Regions from separate parts of the Mus musculus genome. Here region 2 is linked to region 1. A link is a contact called in public Micro-C data. All regions are on one chromosome and are shown on one strand. Each heading gives the region's core, a stretch centred on a gene start, on an enhancer-like site or on the middle of the called end of the contact. The rest is flanking DNA. Distances are from core to core; before and after follow the strand shown. Region 1 overlaps Gprasp1 (G protein-coupled receptor associated sorting protein 1). Region 2 overlaps 5730412P04Rik (RIKEN cDNA 5730412P04 gene).

The links. A called contact is a pair of places that touch in the nucleus more often than the background predicts.
Region 2: a Micro-C map of embryonic stem cells shows a contact between it and region 1, with 3 times the contacts expected there. The contact joins two enhancer-like sites. A contact is called at or near these places in 8 of 484 Hi-C or Micro-C datasets (the HL-1 cell line, the N1E-115 cell line, brown adipocytes and 2 more) and 1 of 115 datasets of contacts at active chromatin or transcription factors (stem cell-derived neural progenitor cells).

The regions. Positions count from the first base shown.
Region 1 is chrX:135,793,944-135,799,851 of GRCm38.p6, forward strand. It overlaps Gprasp1 (G protein-coupled receptor associated sorting protein 1), which reads left to right. Exons shown (of 11, transcript NM_026081.5): 5 at 2,199-2,393; 6 at 3,006-3,094; 7 at 3,610-3,686; 8 at 3,845-3,921; 9 at 4,080-4,151; 10 at 4,448-4,530; 11 at 4,805-5,908. The coding sequence starts at 5,117. Among named protein-coding and RNA genes, the nearest start is that of Mir1970, 11 kb to the left of the region's middle. Within about 2 kb of position 2,633, at least 145 of the 459 cell types and tissues checked have an H3K27ac peak or open chromatin away from gene starts, as enhancers often do. A contact at or near this core is called in the N1E-115 cell line, embryonic stem cells, neural progenitor cells and 1 more, where this site is marked.
Region 2 is chrX:136,112,335-136,118,757 of GRCm38.p6, forward strand. It overlaps 5730412P04Rik (RIKEN cDNA 5730412P04 gene), which reads left to right. Exons shown (of 7, transcript NR_045424.1): 7 at 2,877-3,086. It also overlaps a transcript of Nxf3 not described here. Among named protein-coding and RNA genes, the nearest start is that of 5730412P04Rik, 11 kb to the left of the region's middle. Within about 2 kb of position 3,562, at least 123 of the 459 cell types and tissues checked have an H3K27ac peak or open chromatin away from gene starts, as enhancers often do. A contact at or near this core is called in the N1E-115 cell line, embryonic stem cells, neural progenitor cells and 1 more, where this site is marked.

The DNA of each region.
Region 1 (5,908 bases), core at 1,383-3,882:
AGATACTGAATAGTCGAACAATACTTTGTTCCCTTATGCTGGACCAGAATGCAGTTTTGGAGGAAGAAAATCATGTCTTGCGATCATAATATAGGTCAACATCTTCTACATAGTATTTGATCTAATTTCAAGATGATATTTAACCAATATATCAATACAGACTAATAAAACACATTAAAAACCTTCCCATAGGGCCTTTTCAATCAATAATTGTTAGCCACTTATTGGCTTTATTTTGTAAATGAATTGACAAGAGATTATCCAACAGATATTTCAACTATTGCTAAAACCACTCCTATCAGCAAGTAAATTGGTGAAAAGATATTGGTAGTTGGGGCTCTGTTGCTTATATATACATCGCCAGCCCCTCTGAGATCTAAAACAGAATTATAAGGTTGAGGACGCCTTGGGCTGCATGGTAAACCTCAGGTCAGCTGGGGAATTTGATGAGAGCAATTTCCCAGTACCATCTTTAAACAGTATTGTGAATATAGCTGGCTGGTAGATTGCTTCTTGAACATACTCAAGGGCCTAAGTTGAATGCTTAGCAGCACCACAGCAACAAAAAGGGACATTAAACCTCCACAAATATGAGCAAATTTTATATTGGTGTTATTTTAGTTATACTGTGAAACAGAAGATTGGTGTTAATGCTGGTGAAAACTGAGATACAAAGTGGCCTGTCCTGGACATTGACGTACAGAAAAGACACTTAGAAGGAGTGAACATTATGAATAAAGATGGTGTGTGTGTGTGTGTGTGTGTGTGTGTGTGTGTATACGTATACATACACTTCCTGCTATCACAATTGCTATAAATGTAGTGGCTTAAAATGAGACTAGCATATCATATCACAGCACTGGATGCAAAAAAGGTCTTACTACCCTAAATCAAACAGATCCTTAACTTCGGGGCTTACTAAGGAAGAAACTTTCTTCTGCATAGTTTCTTCAGACTTCCTGCATTCCATGGGTCCTGGATTCTTTCCATCTTTGAGGCCAACAGTGTCCACTATGGTTTCGTTTGGTTTGACCAGTGCTGCTTTCCTGAGATGCAAACTCTTAATGCCTCAGCCTGGCATACCTAATAAGTACCTTTGCAGTCACAACGGCTAGATTGACCCAGGATAATTTTGTACAGAATTCCACTATTAACAACCTCACTTCTACCTCAAACCTCAGTTTTCCTTGGCCAAATAACATCTTTATGTATCATGGGTTGTTATTCTGTGAAACACTGGGTAGGTGCTTAAATAAATCTCTAAATGGGCAAGCGCAATAGCCTTAGTTTGTGCTTAATGACACTCCCCTTTTTTTCCCCAGAGAGGTATTGCTACTTAGAATCACACAACACACACACACACACACACACACACACACACACACCAACACACCAACCACCACCACCACCATACACACAAACGGACACGCACAAACATGGGGGAACGCAGGCACACACACCCCAACCACCACACACACACACACACACACACACACTGTGGCACAAAGAATTGACTGTTGGCCCAAACCTGTGGTTGATTTACTAGGCCAGAAGGTGTAGTTTGGTTTTCCTTTTGGAAGAGGGGCAATGGTGGGGAATGTAATGGAGGCCCCACTTTGGATTCCATAGAGACAGGAGTGCCCTCCCTTCATGGTTGCATGAACCAGTAAAAGAAAACATGGGAGAATCAACAGGAACCTACTGGCTGGCTGGCTGTTGCTAGGTCACCTGTCCCCTCTCAGGCTGCAGTACAAGCAGTCCCCCTCCCCTTCCATTGGCGTCATATGAGGAGGCAGAGGAGGGGGAAGCAAAGAGGGAGTACAGGGAGGGGCAGGCACTGTCCAGCCTCGTTCTGAAATACAGATGTATCAAGGTTCTCACTCAGTATCCCTCCGCTGCTCCCCCCTGCTCCCTAACTGCAGACCTTCTCCTCCCTATAGTCCCCCCCTCCCCAAAACCCTCATAGACTCTAGATCTTAGCCATCCCACACACTGTTGTGGCGCCAAAAAAAAAGTGGTGGTGGTCTCTGGTTAGGGTGAACAGGGGTCTGCAGACGCCTAACCGGTGCAACCCACCCCTCCAAGAGGAGTGGGGCTGTCTGGCCCCGCCCACTCCGAGTCGGAACTACAGTGGGTTCGGGAGGGGGCGTAGAGCCCCGTGCGCAGTATCCCTCCGCCCCCTTCCCGACACCCTCCAGGCGAGCTGGCTTGCCGCAGTCTACGCAGCCCCTGCCTGTTTGGTGCAGAGGCGTGGGGACAGGACACATCTCTGCCATTCCACTCGCGCGCAAAGCGTTAAAGACCAGTGAGAGGATCCGCCGAGGACAGAGAACACCCAGGAATAGGAGTCGGACGTGGGGGAGCCCAGGGACCTGGGCCGTGCGCCTGGCCAGGCAAGTGGGGGTGTGTCGAGGGCTCTGGGCGGTCGCGCACTGCAAACAACTGCCTGGCCCTGACAGTCCAGTGGAGGCAAAGAGGTCGCAGCTGCTCCCTGGAGTGTGCGCGGTGCCCGGAGACCCCAGACCGTGGTGGGGAGGAGGCGGGAACCCCTGCGGAGCCCCAGGCACCAGGGTTGAATGGAGCTGCTGCTGGGTGTGATGATCTGCAGACTAGCACAGCCTACTGACCGCCTGGCAGTTGGCTTTCTGAGCGCCCATACCCGGCCCTCCGTAATCTCTGGGCCCTATAAGGGTTATGGGGTAGGCGGCTGCTGTTGAAATGGCGATGCGGGGGTGGGGGGGGCATCTGGGAGCCCACAGGTCCGAGGAAGGCGGCTGCAAGAGAAATGGCCGGCCATACTGGAGTGGGGGTGGGGGCTAAAGCCCACAGGTGTGGGTGTGGGGCAAGTGTCCAGCATTGGGGCCAGCTCAGCTGGTGGGTGGTGAGTCGCCTCAGCTATTAGGTTCTGAACTGGTTCCTGAGAGGGGCCCTGGTACCCTGCATCCTGGGTGCTGTCACTCCCCACAGGCTTCTGATTGATGGAAAGTGACCTGTCTGCATGGTAGGTCTGGCATATTCTGGCAAGCCACGGTGAGCATCTATAGACCAGAAGCTTGAGAAAAGAGGAACAGGAAAATGGCGTGGATTTCTGGAGGTGTGTAGTAATGGGGATGGGCACCAGACAGTGAGTGGAGATGCAAAAAGGGTGGGGTGACTGGCCAGAACAGGTGGGATATCCATTAGTGTCTCCTAATCTCATTTCTCACAACCTTGTAGGTACCTTCCACACTGCCTTTCCCCTCCCTCCCAAATCTGGGGTCTGAAAAGATGGTTTGGGGATGATGACGGAGTCATAAATCCAAGGACCACTTCAGAACCTGGTTTCTAGAATGTGCTGCGCCCTTCCCCCATTTTTTGCTGCGCAAGGAAGGGAAATATGGCCACCTAGTGGCGGATCTTCAACATTGCAGAAGGGACTAAAGGATGACATCAGGAAGTGGGTGTTACCTCAGGAGCCCTACAGCCAGGCTAAATAAATCTAGAATGTTCCAGCAGTAGGACCCTAAATGCTGAAAGACACATGATCTGGTTCATATCCTTGGTGACATTCATAACATGATCAGCTGCTACCATCATATAAGTGCCATACATTTTCATCTTTGTCCACAGCCCTGCTTTAAGGCTGGTCAGTTCTTCAAGCAAGGGAAGAAGGCTTCAAGGCGACTGTCTCAAATCTCTGGAGATTGGTGAGACTCAGGGCAGTGCAGGAGCCAGCCACTGAGGAGGCAAATTCAGATTGCTCTAACCCAAGAGGGTGCCCGATGCCTTTACTGTCCCCTTAATTTGCACAAAGCTGCTGCCATCATTTCCTGATTGTCATACATTTTCATGTCTCTGTTCACAGCCCTGCTTTAAGGCTGGTCAGTTCTTCAAGCAAGGGAAGAAGGCTTCAAGGCGACTGTCTCAGATCTCTGGAGATTGGTGAGACTCAGGGCAGTGCAGGACCCAGCCACTGAGGAGGCAAATTCAGATTGCTCTAACCCAAGAGGGTGCCCGATGCCTTTATTGTCCCCTTAATTTGCACAAAGCTGCTGCCATCATTTCCTGATTGTCAGACATTTTCATGTCTTTGTCCACAGTCCTGCTTTAAGGCTGGTCAGTTCTTCAAGCAAGGGAAGAAGGCTTCAAGGCGACTGTCTCAGATCTTGGAGGTTGGTGAGACTCAGGGCAGTGCAGGAGCCAGCCACTGAGGAGGCAAATTCAGATTCTAACCAAATTCAGATCACTGCCCCCTTAATTTGCTCAATGGTGTGGCATCCTTTATTTCCTTTTAGGGATATTAAGAATATTGAGGTAGGTGTGAGTTAGACTATGACCCGCAGGAGAAGACCAGGGAACAGAGACTTTAGACAGAAGCAGGCATGGTTTTGTTGTTGTTTGTTTGGGTTCAGGGATCTGTGCCCATCTTCCAAGCACTGAGACTCCATTTTGTTTTATGCACTTGTAGGACTCCCTGCAGTGAGTCAGCTGTTGGTCTTTAACACCACTTGAACGCAGAGAAGAGGGGAGACCTGCACCACATCTGTGAAGGTGGGTATGGGAGAGGGGTTCACTTTTAGGTGGGGTAGTCTCAATCACCCCAGAGTGACTACTGTGAGACTTGGGGATCCCCTCTCTGTCCATTGCTAGTGTGTGCACTTTCTCCTGGACTCTGTACCTGTTTCCCAGCAGGCAAAAGGAACACAGGGATTTTCTCATGGCTGAGCTCTTCCCCTCAGCATTACGCACCAGCGTCTCTTTGTAAGTTTCTCCAGGAGGCAACAGAATTGCGTAGGCCTGATTTCCCCGTGCTTCTCTCTCCTAGGTCGCCTGCCGTGGCTGCTTGGTGGTGCTGAGGTTGCTGCTGACCAGTGCAATCATCAGGTCTGCACTCACCCAGGACCTGTCCATCGTCCTCCAGCTTGATTTCAGCTCTTCTGCAGTGTATCTGTGTTATTGACTGAGACTGCTTGGGTAGGAGCCTCACTGAGTGCTGAATTGTCATTTCAGGCTAATTCTTTGTAATCTCATACCCTCACTTATCTAAGATCGTCGTGCAGAGCTATCCTGTAACAGATCTCTAGTGAAGGCTCACTGTTGTTAAGTCATATACAGTAGACTTGATTGAACTTGTACTATGACTAGGGCAGAGGTTGAGCCTGGTGCCCAGGCAAAGGCTGAAAATAAGCCTGGGGATGAGAATGCTAATGCTGCTGAAGTAGAGCCTGAAGCCCCATTGGTGGTCAGACCCAAGGTTAGGACACAAATCATGACTGGAGCAAGGCCCAAAGTGAAGCCTAAGGGTACCCCTGGAGCAAGACCTAAAGGTGAAACCAGTACACCAGGTGGGGCATATGCCAAATGTAAACCTAAGGCAATCCCTATTGCTCGATCCAAGCATGATGCCCAAGTGTGGGCCCCAAATAAGTTTCGTGGCGAGTCCATGTCAAAGATGGGAAAGCAATGTCAGATCAGTGCTGCAGACCCTCCACTGCTCAGTAATGATTCTGGGATGGTTGCTCAAGCTAAGTGCCTGCCTGTAGATAGAGAACTTGCTAATATGGACACTGAGAGTATTCCCAAAAAGGCTAATTCTCCAGCTGGATTCCAGCCTTCCTATGGCTCAGAGGAGGGAACCAATATGGGGTCCTGGTACCGTGCCAGGCCTGTCCCCAAAGGAGAGGCCTATGAGAATTCCGATTTCAAATGGGCAGATAAACCCTCAGGAAGTCCCTCCTTTTGGAATAGAGATGAAGCCAGTACAAGATTTCGTCCTAGGAAAAGCATGAAGGCCAATAACAGGTTCAGGCATATGGCCAAACAAGAGGCAAATACCATGCCTAGGCACAAAAACAAACAAGAGTTCTATAATATTTCCAGTTCTGATTCTGAGGATGAGTCTGGTAAAACTCCCTGGTTCTGGCCCAAA
Region 2 (6,423 bases), core at 2,312-4,811, 320 kb after region 1:
CAGGTCCAGCACCTAAGGAGCTCCGGCAACAAGGCTCCTCCCCAAGACCACCTCTCATAGTAGTTGTTTCCAGCTGCTGTAACAATTTACACACTTTATCGCCAGCTCCTCAATAGAACCCACCCCAGATTCTGCCAGTTTTACCAGAAAAGTCTGAACAAATGCCACCAATCCCTGAGCAGGAAAACCCTCCAATCCCTGATCAGGAAAGCCCACCAATCCCTGAACAAGAACACTCACCAATCCCTGAACTCCCACAAACTCAGGACTTGAAATCCTACCAATCCTCACCCTGGAAATCTCTGCCCTAAAAGCCCCGCCCCCTAAGAAACCTTATATAAAGACTGTGTCTGCGCTTCCTAGCTGTTGGTTCCCCCTTAGGAACATATGTAGCTTCTTCTGGACGTTTCCAGAAGCAATGAAGAAGTGAAAGGACGTGAAGACCTGGAGCTCTTCAGTTAAGCTGGGGATACTGCCCTACCCCATGCAAGCTGTAATGCTGAAAGAGTTGCGCTGATGGTTCTGGGATCCTCTGCTCAACTGGGGCACAGAACTGTAACACTGAAGAGACTGGGCTGATGGTCCGGAGGTCTAAAGCTTAGCTGGGGATACCCAGCCCCCTGGAGATGCAAAGTCTCTGAAGAGGCTTCCTTGGAGATTTATGGCTCATGGGCTCTCACATCTATGAATGTCCTTCCGTAGGGACTCTGTCCTACCTCAGAGCTGTGCTGTCCTGAGCTCTAGTGTCTCAGGATGCCCTTCCATTGGGATACTTTTTCTCCCATCAGCTGTGTAAATCCCTGGGCTGTCCTGGAGCTCACTCCACAGACCAAGCTGGCCTCAAACTCAGATCTACTTGCCTGATGGAAAACATCCAGTACAAATTACCTGCAAGCGATATGTCTGAGGCTATGCCTCAGGAGCAAGGGTGGAAAGATTGGATTATACCTTCTCATCAAATCACCCTTATTGACTTCAAAACTGCTGGCATGGGGCGGGGCGTGGTGGCGCATGCCTTTAATCCCAGCACTCGGGAGACAGAGGCAGGCAGATTTCTGAGTTCGAGGCCAGCCTGGTCTACAAAGTGAGTTCCAGGACAGCCAGGGCTACACAGAAAAAAAACCTGTCTCAGAAAAAACAAAAACAAACAAAACAAAACAAACAACAACAACAACAACAAAAAACTGCTGGCATAAGGATAAGCAAGGTGCCAGTTTGACCTTATCTTTTAGCTCAGCCAGGGTAGCAAGGGAGAGCCCAACAGCTTCCAGTTCAAGAATCAAGTTGTTCCACGTGCAAAGGACTTAGCTTAGAGTAAAATGACAACCAGGACGTTGTAGAGAAAGCCTGCCTCAACAAAAGGTCAGTGCTGTGACTATAACAAATGTAAACCTCTCTCGTTTTGGGTAATGCATATGCTAATTTTTTACTTAATTCTGCACTACATTCATACATATAACATTGCTGTAACCTATAATCAGAATTTGTCAGTACACAAGAAAAACTATTGATAAAACTGAATTAAATATTATCTGTATCATGTGAAAACAGAATCCATTTGGGAGTGTGCTTAGACTCTCTTGCCACTTTCCTAATTTAGTAAGGAGTCCTAGGAATTAGGATTCCTACAGGAAATGTCACATCAGGAATGAAAATGGACCATCTCAACACCCTGATACCTAACATCGGAAAGACCTACTTCCCAACTGTGCTAACACAATGCCATAGCTCTACCTACAGGGATGTGTTCCCAAATTTTAATATTTTCTGTAAATTGTAATATTGCTACCGGCAAGGTGTAGATAGATTTGAGAGTTTCTCTCTACCCACTTTTGGCCAAAACTGTGAATTTAGTTTCATATTCATGTATCAATGTTTTGTTTCTTGCTAATGCAAAGAAACAAAGGGGAAGGAAGAAAGTTTTCAGAGCCAGTCTAGAAGCTACACTCGGCAACTGGAAAGAGAAATAGTTTACTCATGTTTGTTTCTTGTAGAGCTTCCCACTATTCTGAGACTGGTCTCAGAGCCAGTGGTTGTTTACATGTTCCGGGCACTTGTTAGGACACTAAATTCGAAGCTCAACCCCAATAACTAAAAAATGCAGCTATATAGATTCAACTCAGTTCTACTTTAACAAGCCCTCCAGATGATTGGGAGGGGTGCCCAGAGAAATCAGAAGACTACTGACTTGGGTTACCTGCTATACTACTGTCTCTGGGATTATCAAAGCAACAGGTTGAATGATTCCAAAGTGTTCAATTTGCTTAGTGGTGCTGGAGTGATGGCTTCAGAACACTCAGATTTAATTCCCATCATCGACATGACATGGCACCTCATTACCATCTGCAACTCCATTCCCAGGAGACCCGACGCCCTCTTTTGGCTACTATGTGCGCTGCATGGATTTATTATGCTGATTATTGTATATTGTATATGCAGGCAAAACACCTGCACACTTTAAAATTTTTAACGAAGAAAAAGTTGTGTTTTTTTAAATGTTTACTTAGGTTTTCTGATAGGTGTCAGATTTCCTGCTGTGAATTATGTTGGCTAGAAAAAAACAAAGAATTGGTACAGGTACCTATCAAATACTCAAGCCAGAGAAACACTTGCATGCTGCATTGCTGTTCAAAACAGAGGTTACATACAGGTTTTCACTGGCAAGGAGTAAAACTGATTCTCAGAAATAGGTTCTGGATTTTCTATACAAACTAACCGTTTGGATCTTATGTACTATTTGCCTTCCCAAATAGATGCTGCAGCTGGAACTAAAACAGGAAGGAAACGGGGTTTTGCCTTTGCTTCCTCCTAAAAAGATGTTAAAGGCTCACATCAGGGAGGGCTGGTCGCTGACTTCTTTTTTTTTTTTTTTTCAGTGTGGTATCTCTAAGTAGACCTGTCAACACCCCTGTTACAGGATTAATGGCAACAGGAAGGATGTAAAGGATACATTTATAAAGTCATTTTCTACACCCGGTCCTCTAATGCAATCCTCAGAACACAGCAGGGGTGGCAGTTATCTTCAGTACTATTCAGTTATCCCACCAGAACTTGAATTTAAAACTAGCAACCCAAATAAATCCACCAAAAAAAAAAAAAAAAAAAGACTTGGAGCCAGTCGTGTATGAGTGCCATGGCAACACGTTTTTTTCTGGTATCTTATTACTCTCCAATCACAGGCCTTGTCTCCTAGCGCCCGCCCCACACCTGCCCCTGAAAGACCGAAAGACCACCAATCCAGCTCACAACACACTGGAAGCAGCGACAAAAACCACCCCCTTTCCGGGACGTCATCAATGGTCGTCTGCAGTTTAGTCCTGCTTCTATAGACCCCCAAGTGGTCCCTACTCTTTTTGGATCCCTATCTTCATGCCACTGGTAGCTGCCCTCCTCCGCTTTTTTTCCCCCCTCTGGCTTTTTGCCAGAAAAACGCGCTGTGATTTCCCTGCTGACCCTCTCCCCTTAAGCCGACTGGCGCTGCCCCTGTAGCCTACAGCCTCTGGCAACAGCGCTGGAGGCAGTAGCCGCACCAGCTCCATCCCAGAGGCCTCTGCGAAGGTCGCAGCCAACGAGAATCTCGCAGCATCCTTCCGGGGCCACACCGGACACAGTAACATAACGCAGAGTGCCCAGCCTGCTCCAACCTCCAACTACGGTTTGACATGGGGAATTGTTGAGCAGGCCAACTCATTCTTGAAGCTGGGCATCTTTTATGTTAAAACACATAAAATGCTTGACCTTCTCGTTTGTCATTTGTTCGAGGATGACTCACAAGGTTATCAATCATTCTGAAGTGGGAACCAATTTTTTTGTGCGGATAGTTTATCGTGGCTCATTTAAGCTGCTGCACCAATCCCGACCTTTAGTCTGCCGTTTCTGATGTGTTTGCCTTGAATCTGTAACTCTTTCTGTTCTGCATTTGGCGTTTAGTGCCAAACTCCCACTGCATGCCTGGCATACAGGACCCTTCTAGAAAGTTGGAATCTCCATTCACCCTTATTCTGATTGTGTGTTACAGGTTCTGGGTCTTATGCGGGATTTGAACTCAGGTCCTCACACTTGGGCAGCGAGTGCTTTCCTCGCTAGCTCAGCCTTGTTAAGACAATGGCATCTTGTACATGAATGAGATTGAAATTTCCTGGCTTCCTTTTGCAAAGAGTGAACATATTAGCAGTACCTACCACTAGTGTACTCCTGAGAAGAGAATCATTTTATAGCACAAAGTTAAAATTAAAAATCACATTTCTTGAAGTTGACCGTATTGTCTTCTCGCCTAAGTTACTTTGGCCAATAAACAGCAGGTTATAAATGTTACTAGCAAGGGCTTTGCTCCAGACAATAAGGTCCCGCTTTCCCCCCTTGTTATTTCATCCAATAACATTCTTTTCCTAGCTGCCTCATTGAAAGTGCAGTCTCTGATGGTCATTCACCGTGCAGATTTACCAATCTGGTTCCTCTGTTTTATTTTAAGAACTTGAAGGGAAAAACCATTTTCTGTTACAATAGTGGATCTGCATCCGAGGTGTCTACTGAAATATCGGTTCTCATTTCCAAGGGTAATGAATTCGACCAGAGGCATAAAGTTAGAAGTCGAAATGGAGATTATTTATTAAAAAAAAAGAAAGAGACAAGAATCTGTAATCTGCTTGTAAAGACCCCAAAAGTGCTGGTCTGTGAGGCCATGCGACCTTTTATGGGATATTTACACAGCTCCCTCCTATCTATATGGAAAGCTAACCTTTTTCGCACATGCTCTGTTGGTTAAATGAAGCTCAGAAGGGCTTTCTTTTGTGTGCTAATCTTGAGGTCGCTTTCTCCAAATCTATTTTCCTGACACACTATGATTAACCTAAAAGTAAACCAAAGGGGTACAAAATACTTTATTAGATTAGGCTTCTAGGATTTGTTTCTGCCACCAATTTTCATGAATGGCAAAACTAGTTGATGCTATCTCTTTTTTTTTTCCTTTTGGTATTGGGAGTTGAACCTAGATCCTTGTGCTTGCTACATAAGTGTTCTACCACTGAGCTATGACTCCCTCAACCCCTTTTTGTGTATACATTGAGACAGCATTTTATTGCTTTCCCATGTTTACCTCAAACTTGTGGTCATATTACCTTATTCTCCCAAGTTAGTAGAATCACAGATGTGTGTCATCATGTCTGGTGATGTCCTGCCTTTTTTTTTTTTACTTTCTTTTATGATTTTATTTTAGTTCAATTTATTTTTGCTGAAAGCTGGTATTGATCCTCCTACTCATGGCTCCTGTGTTCTATGTCTCGTTCTTAACAGGACAATATCCACTGGATCCAGTTAGGACTCCTTGAGATGTCTGTATGTCACTCACTGCATTTTTCTGTAGACTAATGTGTGCTTCGAAATGATAGATGGAAGTGCTCTAAATGTCCCAGGCCAGTATTTCAGTCAGTGGGTTGATGATCTGAGTCTTCATTTACCAGTGTATGGTTCTTGTTTTCAAAGTGAGCTGTCACTCAGCTACTCCTGGGCTCTTTTCAGCTGTAGGAGACTGTGCTGTTCTCTGTCAGTGGATTCTTAAAAAATAGACCTCCTATGCTTTTGGAAGGAGTCAATCCTTTCCCATTACTACCCCCTCAACCTTCCCATAGCTGTTCCTTCTTACAGTTTATTAGAACTGACTTATCTGAGTTAAGATCTCAGTGGTCATTTATTTTGCATGAATATCCCCTTCCCCTCAAGGCTCTCCTACCTACTAGGGGGTGGCTCTTGAGGAAGGAAGAGGGTCAGGGTCTGGGGTTCTTTGTGGAATACTTTCTGGAAGAAATGAGGTCTGCAGTGTATCTTCCAACACTCTAAGCTGAAGAAGTGGTCAGTGAATAAAATGTATGATGTCAATAACAAATGAAACTTATGCTTACTCTTTCACACACAAAGAAAATGTTAAAACAGATTTGCTCTCATGTGGCTGAAATGCTAGGAGACTGTCAGCTTATTGGGAAGCTCTGAGATGAGCGGGACTTTGATGTGAGAAATGGGTGGACATTGTGGTCCAAAGTCAAATGAGCCAATTATAACAGTGGTGACCAGCAATAAAGGTGGCATATTTTCCCTCTTCAGAGCTATCTGGAATCCCTATGAGAATGACACAGTTATATCTGTTTGCTTAGGATACTGGCTCCTGACATTGTGACCACAGACAGAAATATAGCTTTCCTCACACAGGCAGGTTGAGGGTGGTAATGGGAGAAAGTTGATTCCTTTAAATGTTACATATGGTTTCTTTTTAAGAGTCCACCGACAGGACAGGGCAGTCTCCTACAACTGAGAGGAGGACAGGAGTCACAGCAAGCTAGGCAGCAGGTGGCTTTTAAAGAAAGAACCACACAATGAATACCTGGACCATCAACTCACTGACTGAGACGTTAGCCTGGGACCCTTTTCCCC